3 separate regions of the Mus musculus genome follow, and regions 1 and 2 are each linked to region 3. Evidence: chromatin contacts called from public Hi-C data. All regions are on one chromosome and are shown on one strand. The core of a region is the stretch at or near the end of the contact, and the rest is flanking DNA. Distances in the headings are between cores, read along the strand shown.

Region 1 (2,700 bases), core at 176-2,675, 320 kb after region 3:
CAGCCATGGCACCATTGCCATCTATGCATGGGCATAAGCTACCATGAGATCACCACCGGAAGCTACAGACACTGCAGCCTCCCTGTGGGAAAGCCTCTTTGAGCCAAATAGTAATGAGCAGACACTCCACCCACCTCCGAGGAGAAGGTTAGATCGAGCGTATTAGCCAAGAGCTGTCAGAGGATAGGATCAGAGCTCATGGAGACAACAGTGAGAGACATGCTACAGGCATGGCTCTGTGAGGGAGGCTGTGAGTCTGGCCAGGCAAGTGATGCACACATCACAGCAGCCTGAACTGTAGCACATGGTGGGGCTTCCACTCGGCAGCAGAGATGCTTCTCCCAGGGAAGTTTCAGCTTTTAGGAATTCAGATCATCCAAGTTATCTCAGACAGCGAGGAAAGACCCCCAAGTATGGCAAAAAGCCTACGACAGACAAACGGTTACAGTAAATTAAAAGGCAGAGAGACAACCAATACAGTGAAGAACACTGTGTGTGGGGGTGTGTGTGTGCATTATATATCTGCTAAAAGGTTGACATCTGGAATATCTAAGAGGGCAAAAAGGATGATTAAACCTGGAGATATGGCCCAGTTATTAAAGTGCCTGCGACACAAATATAAGGACCTGAGTTCAGATCCCAGAGCCCACATCAAATCCTGGCATGGTGATTCATGCTACAATTCCAGCTCTGGGCAATGAGGACTGGCAGATTTCTGGAACTCACTGACCAGTCGTCATGACACAAACTTATCTGGGTTCAGTAAGAGACCTTGTCTCAGAAACAGCAACAAGGACAGGGATGGGGGAAAGACATCCAACCTCTAGCCTCAAGTATATGAGCTCACACACACACACACACACACACACACACGAACACATATAGGTATTTGAACATACATACACAGACACAGGTACATGAACACACACACACACACACACACACACACACTATTTTTAAAACAGCAAAAACCTAAACTGGTTATTTAAAAGAAGGAAAAAGACCAAAGCGGTGGAGAAGCTGATGAAATTCTAAGCCTACCTGGTCGCTCACAAGCAACACAAATGCAAATCAGAAACATAAGGAGGAACCATCTCACTCCTGTTACAATGGTGGCTACAGAAAAAGACAGAAGAGCGGTGCTGAAGAGGACTTGAGGCAGCTAAGCAGCCTCAGAAAGCCTCATTCCGCAGGAATGTAAATTAGCACAGCTATTATAGGACACAGTATGGAGGGAGGCTCCTTTAAAATTAAGAACAGGCGACCATATGATTCAGAAATCCCCCTACTGGGTACATATACCAAACCCTCGCCTCCTAAAGAGGAGGTCTCCAAAGATGGCAGGAAGATGGTAAGGGTCCGCTCTGCTCAGCTCCATACGCTGCCAATAGCGTCAGATAGTCTGAGCCACTGCCTCTGCCAACACGGTTAGATCTGCTGGCTCACATGCCCAAGTGGCAGCGCAGCTTGTGTGACAGCCTGGACCTGTTGCAGAGCCCTTCTTGTTCTAGTCCCCACTTGGAGCTCCCAGCTTTATTGCTGGGTGGCCCAGAGTGGCCCAGCCAAATGGGAATGCACTGCTTTTAAAGTCTGCAAGGGCTCACTGAGCACTGGTCTCAGGAGGTTGTAGGAGGAGCTTATACAGCAACTCGTCCTTTACCTCAGGAAGGATGGCTTGGTGCCTGCCCTGTACTGTACCGCCAGAACCCTAGGTATTTCCTTAAGCCTGTTGGGGCTTCTCTTCCATACTCTGTCATGCAAGGCCTAAAATAGCTGCTACTTCTTGCTCAACTCATCCAATCAGGATGTCCTGCGGACATGCAGGGTGATGTCTGCCCATCCGTCCTGCAGGCCGGTGTGCAACACTGGAGCAGGTGTGATCCTAAGGTCAGCTAGTGAGGGTGAATTGATGACCTTGCTAGCAGGAAGCAGGCTGAGCCCCAGCCTGCTGGAGAAGAGCAATTCCAGATCGGCCGCCCACCAGGATGGGTAATAATCTGCTCCTGAGCACAAGCTGAAGTCACATCTGGAACAGCAGCTGCAACAGGACAAGCCAAACATGTGCACCGGAAGGGTGCATGTGTCGGGGAGGCCCACTCCTGCCTCTTTCGAGTCCTGCAGGTGGAGCAAACCCTGCAGTCTCTCCAGGAATGTGACATGTGTATAGGTGATAGTTCCAGCAGCTCCCACTTAGCCTTACTGACCATAATAGCCCTTCCTCTGTGGGTTGGGCACCTGGCACAGAGCTTCTGCATAACTGGCCTATGTAACGAGCCTAGCTTATGACAGCTACAGATTTTACCAGCAACAAAGCAAGACGTCTAAACCCATCCCAACACATACTGCCCAGACTGCTATCTTGTGATGTGAAGGATGCACATCTTTTGAGATATGGGCTACTCCCTCACAGGGCACACTTGGCACCTGACCCTTGCCATGGCTTTAGCAGGGGGTCAGGAGGCAGAGGAAGAAAATCCTAAGAAGAAGCGGCAGCAGTGCATGCTAGGGACCAGTGCAGCCTCTCTGGCGAGGTTGGAGAAGCCTCAGATGGAGCAGAAGGCTGCTTCTACCCGCAAAGACAGCAGGAGGTTGGCAGGCTTCTTAAGTACCTGCTCCAATGTCCTTACTGTGGTCAGGTTGTACTTTAACAAGAGAACACATAGCACCAGGCAGTTTCTGCATAGGAAGCAGCTCTTTTCT
Region 2 (2,700 bases), core at 117-2,616, 410 kb after region 3:
ATACTGGTTAACTGATTTGACAGCCACATGCACAAAACTCTGCACCTCATGTAATTGGCTTCTGCCTTCTAGGCACTTTCCCCCAGCCGCAAGCCAGGCACCACAGCCTGTCATGGAGTCTCCCTGGGTGTTTCTAAGAATTGTGAAACAAACCTGGGAGCCAGAGCAGAGATCTCCAAACCTACCAGAGGAATTTAAGACAATGTGCAGTGTTGCTTTGAAGCCACAGAGCCCCCATAATACACATCAATAGCTCCCCGTTTTTTGTGAGAGGCTTACAGAAAATCCCTTGATGCTCCCACAGGCCTGTCACTATACAGTCCTGACTTTCCTGTCCACATTACCTCCAGCCTACATCATCCACGATCTGTTCCCTTAGAGAACTGCTGGGCCCTGCCCTATGCTTATCCTTCACAGCTGTCCTGAGAATTCTAGCTTCTTGAACATTTTCTTGACACTCTCCTTCCTCAAGTTAGTCAATTCCTTCTCTTTGGTCCCCTAGAACTTTGTATGCAACAATCAAATTACTCTTAATAATCTGTGCTCATTCTATTGTCCACCAAGGAGATATGTCTGGGTAATATTTCTGTGGGCTGAAAGCAGCCATTATAGGTGTTTGCTGATAGATGGGTGGATGGATGGATGGATGGGCAGATAGATAGGTAGATGGATAGATGGGTGGGTGGGTGGATGTGTAGATAGGTGAATGGGTAAATGGAGAGTTTGCTGAGTAGACATGGTGAGTGGGTGGGTGCAATGGACAGATGTGTGGATGCAATGCTGCATGGATAAATGTAATTATGCGTGCCAGCAAGTAGGGAAGCAGGAAGATAAAGGCAGAGGTTCTAATCTGAAGGCGTATATGGGAGTCAAGTAAAGATGATATTGTCTATATATTTTGGAGCCATTTACTAAGGGAAATATTATGAAAAATAGCTAATCAGGATAAACTCATATTAAAGAGAAGTCCTAAAATTTAAATACAAATATAAAAAGGAAGAAGATAGGGAGTGGGAGAAAGGGGAATAAAAGAATAATTGGCAAATCCCAGAATTTTGATCTTTTGAGCCTATTTGGGTTGTTTTCTTGTTGTTCCTCTAAAGAACTGAAAACCAACCCTTTTACCCAGCTTGCTTCTGTTGGGGATGCAGGGTTTACCTGCCTGATACCTTCCATGCCCAGAACTGAGCTATCACCGTGGAAAAACACCAGCTCGGGACTGCGTTTACTGGACTCCACTCTCACACTGCAGCAGGTGACTAGAGCTTATCCTGAGCCACTGGAGGAAACAGTCTTTGTGGCCAGAGGCAATAGTCCAAGTCCACTGCTGGGAGGGTGGTGGGTGCTATACCATTGCTGGGAAGGTAGAGGGCGCTATACCACTGCTGGGAGGGTAGAGGGCGCTATACTGCTGCTGGGAGGGTAGAGGGCACTATAGCATGCCTAAAATCTGGGAAAAGAACTCGAAGCAATTACCAGTTTCTACCCCTAGTCAGTCTGACCGCTGAGCACTGCGTTAGCCTGGCTGAGAGCCCTGTTCCTACAGGCATCCGGGACCAGATCCATGCTCACTCCTAATAAGATCTCAGACCTTCACACTGCAGGCAGGGGTTGGAAGCTGCTGGGCCTGCCTGCAGCCTCCTCTCCCGTCCTTGAGCTCAACGCTAATAGCCTTGGGACTGTATTGTCCTATTATTAGGGTGTCCTCTGTATGCTGGGGTGCTTACAAATACCCGACTCTGTCCTCTAAACCCAGCAACACCTGCCCTCAGTTGTGACTGTCAAAAAAAGTCCCCAAATAGCTGACTTTCCAAAGTGGGCAATCACCTCCACGAACACCTAGAATCCCTGCTGTGACTTTTTTTTGTATAGTTGGGGGTTTTTGTTTGGTTGGTTGGTTGGTTGGTTTTTTGGTTTGGGGGGGGGGTAGTTGATTGGTTGGTTGGTTTTCTTAGGCAACACTGAAGATGAATCTAGGGTTCTTGCTAGACAAGGGCTGTGCCCCACAAATCCCAGAACACAGGAGGTCCTAAGGAGATGAACTCTAGACTCTGAAGATTGTCCCTAGAGACTTTTGGATTGTTTTGCCAGCAACGTGACCCAACAAGCTGGGGTCACTCACCAACCCAACTCCCAGGCCTTGCTCACTCACTACCCTTTCTACATGCTGGCCTGGGGCACAGTTTAAAGGTGAATAAAGTCTGTCTTGCATACCCTTGTGCCAAGGTACCAGCATCCACAAACTGAGCCTGGCTTCTGGGTACCCTATACAACCCCCATGCCCTCCTGGATTCTCTGTGGAACCTCACAGGGTATTAGGACTTTCTGCCCACTTTCATTCTTCATGCAACAGTACATAACAGCAGCCTGGCAGCGTCTAGCTGCAGAGCTCCATAGTGAACAAAGTGCAGGAACTCTGTCACTAGCTCAGCACCACTTTACCTAAGTAAGCATTTGATCTTTGTGGTTCCAGAACCTTCTGGAAGGGCTCCTGAGCTTTCTCTTAGTCTTAGCCCAGGGGTCACTGCCCTACACTACAGACCCAAAGTGGTCCTCTACAGCACTTCAGTAACTGCACAGAGCCCCCAAGTCATCTGTGAGTCTAGCTGAAACGCTGGCTCTGACTCAGCCAGTGAAGGCGAGATTCTGCATTCCCGGAAAACTGGCAGGAGCCCCCGGTGAAGCAGTGTGGTTGGGACC
Region 3 (2,700 bases), core at 8-2,507:
GGATTCCCACCTCAACAGAGGGCATTTCTGGCTGTAAGGATATCCTATGCAGCGACATCTCTGATCCTACCAACGAGGACATAGAAACAGTGACAACCAAAAATGTCCCAGATCTTCTAAGAGACCCTGTCAAATGCATAACCACTCACAACTGAGAACCCCACTTTCCACTCTAATGGAGATCACAGTTGCAGACCTCAGAAGGCCATGGTTTAGGACCTGGTCCTGAGCACTAGCCTGCAACCTCAGCCAGGGTCACCCCTCTTGAGCTCCTTGTCTTCATCTGTAGGATGGATATGGCTGCTGTACCTGGACACTAAGTCTTTGCATGGCAAATATCTGCTACTGATGCTAACACCCCTTTCTCTCCAGAGCCCAGAGACACTGGGTGGTGGGAGTGAAGGAGCTGTCTATAAGCAACAACAAGAAGGAATGAGAGGTGCTGATGTCTACTTTGAATACTAGCCAGAGACTCCATCCTTAGGGCTCACCACATGCGGGCATTCATAGGTAATGGCATCTTCTTGACACAGGATGCAATTATGAAAATGGCATGTTTCAGGAGCAAGACAGCAGTTAGTGGGGTGTAAGATAGATGCCCCGCAGTGCTTGGCAAACTGCGCTTATCCTGTGCCAGATCCTTCTGTTGTGTTTCACACATAGCAGCCAAGGTCTCCAGACTTGTCCAGATCAACCCACTGTCTTGAGCCTGAGGTCTGTTGTTACTTCCCCAACATACCTTGCCCCCATGCTGTTGCCTGGCAACAGATTCAAGCAGTCAAGCATCACTGATGCCAGCACAGCAGGTGGGGTGCACAGGGATCTCACCTGTCATTTTCACTTCGAAGTTGGAACATGTCAGAATGTGGGTTCACTTTCAGGATGGGTTTCTCTCTGGACCCTTGTGTTTTTGTAAGGGCACATGGCTTGATGAACCCCCAGGAGATGAGAAAAATATTGATTAGCCAGGGAGGTCATCTCATCTGGAAGAGGAGAAAACATACTACCTGGTGGCCACCTTGCCTTCAGGAGGGTACAGGGACAGAGCAGAACAGATTGTCTGGTCTACAAGGAGCACTTACCTTCAGACATAACCTTGTATCACTCTCCTGAGAGAAACAGCCAATAACTTAGAGGCTTACAGCTATGGATGTTTCAAACAAAACCAAAGTTCCCCAAGGCAAGCCCAGAGGTTGAACTTTTCCTCGAATATCCCATTCCTGGGAGGAGTGAGGCACAAGGGGAAGTCAGTATAACCATCTGGTCTCCAGCTGACTTGGCAAGAAAAACATAGCAGCGATGTTGGCCTTTAATACGACTGATCACTGTTGGCTCGCACATGAAAATGAATTAGAAGGAGAGCCAAACTTTATAATTGTTGGTAAATCTGTAGATGATCAGTGCTGAAACGTCTATTACTCCTTTCTTTCCATTTATCACCATTTGTTGTATTCTGCACCCCTGGATTTGGGAAGGATGACCAGATGGAAATCAGACTACAGTCATTAAGTAGGTAAGAAACAGATGGTGTGGAAGGAGAAAAACAGAAGGCTTCAGGGTGGGGCAGAAGCTCTGACCAGAGCACCAACCTTCCCTTCCCAGCTCCAAGGCCCAGTCAGAGTCAATCTGGATGATTCCAGAACTGATGGAGGTCAACTGTGCCCCTCTGTCACCATCAAGGACAAGGCACATGCCACCTTTGTTGATTCGAGGGAGAAGGGTAAGATAGCACAGCACAGCAAAGAGAGACACAGGCTTCTGGTAATGGTGCCCCAATGTGATGGTTTTGTATATGCTTGGCTCGTGGAGTGGCACTATTAGGAGGTGTGGCTCTGTTGGAGTAGGTGTATCACTGTGGATGTGGGCTTTACGATCCTCATCCTAGCTTCCCAGAAGCCAGTATTCCACTAGCAGCCTTCAGATGAAGATGTAGAACTCTCAGCTCCTTCTGCACCATGCCTGCCTGGATGCTGCCATGCTCCTACCTTGATGATAATGGACTGAACTTCTGAACATGTAATCCAGCCCCAATTAAATGTTGTCCTTTATAAGAGTTGCTTTGGTCATGGTGTCTGTTCACAGCAGTAAAACCCTAACTAAGACACCCAATGAAAGTGCTTGCCATCAAATCTTGGGCTCTAAGGACAGGGAGGTCTAGGATTCTCCCTACTCATCTATCATTTTGGTTTCATTGCCTGTTGTGTATATAAAGGGAATCGGAGTCCAGCATAGGCAGGGGCTTCCCATATATGTAACAGTTGTATGGCTTCCTGAGGGTGACGGCTTGGGGTGGAGCAGAGCACTTTGTCTAAAAAGAATTGTTACTTTGCAGTAAGCAAGTCACTTGAGAATAAATTCAGACATTCTCAAATAATCAAATTTAAATTTATGTTTCTGTTGTCATCATCTAACCACAAGAACTCATAGGAAGCAGGACCCAGGCCCAGACCTCTCTATGTCATGATGGTTGGTACCTCCCTCAGAGATTGTGAGTTTTCTTATTGATCTCCCATCAGCAACAGGTTGGTAAGACCATATTTGGGCTTTGTTTCTGAAATGAAAAACCAAAGCCCATCTCCCCCTGCTCTACCTGCTTCTTGTCTTCACCTCCCAGGGACTGGATGCTGGGCCCTCCTGAACAGGGCAGCTCACGTGATGGCCTGGAACACCTGCTATATTGTTGTTCTTTATGTCACTGTC

What was found. Hi-C and Micro-C count contacts between places; a contact is called where the count stands out from the background.
Region 1: a Hi-C map of cerebellum shows a contact between it and region 3, with 1.6 times the contacts expected there. The contact joins two enhancer-like sites. A contact is called at or near these places in 3 of 484 Hi-C or Micro-C datasets (cerebellum and embryonic stem cells) and 1 of 9 other capture datasets (embryonic stem cells).
Region 2: a contact with region 3 is called in a Hi-C map of cerebellum, with 2.4 times the contacts expected there. The contact joins two enhancer-like sites. A contact is called at or near these places in 18 of 484 Hi-C or Micro-C datasets (the AtT-20 cell line, cardiomyocytes, cerebellar granule neurons and 12 more) and 1 of 115 datasets of contacts at active chromatin or transcription factors (astrocytes).

What each region holds. Positions count from the first base shown.
Region 1 is chr16:94,884,001-94,886,700 of GRCm38.p6, reverse strand. All of the region lies in intron 2 of Kcnj6 (potassium inwardly-rectifying channel, subfamily J, member 6), which reads left to right. Among named protein-coding and RNA genes, the nearest start is that of Kcnj6, 110 kb to the left of the region's middle. Within about 2 kb of position 1,425, at least 17 of the 459 cell types and tissues checked have an H3K27ac peak or open chromatin away from gene starts, as enhancers often do. A contact at or near this core is called in cerebellum, where this site is marked.
Region 2 is chr16:94,788,882-94,791,581 of GRCm38.p6, reverse strand. All of the region lies in intron 3 of Kcnj6 (potassium inwardly-rectifying channel, subfamily J, member 6), which reads left to right. Among named protein-coding and RNA genes, the nearest start is that of Gm41507, 65 kb to the right of the region's middle. Within about 2 kb of position 1,366, at least 10 of the 459 cell types and tissues checked have an H3K27ac peak or open chromatin away from gene starts, as enhancers often do. A contact at or near this core is called in cerebellum, where this site is marked.
Region 3 is chr16:95,201,233-95,203,932 of GRCm38.p6, reverse strand. The region is part of intron 3 of Gm31641 (predicted gene, 31641); the gene reads left to right. Among named protein-coding and RNA genes, the nearest start is that of Gm31754, 38 kb to the left of the region's middle. Within about 2 kb of position 1,257, at least 7 of the 459 cell types and tissues checked have an H3K27ac peak or open chromatin away from gene starts, as enhancers often do. A contact at or near this core is called in cerebellum, where this site is marked.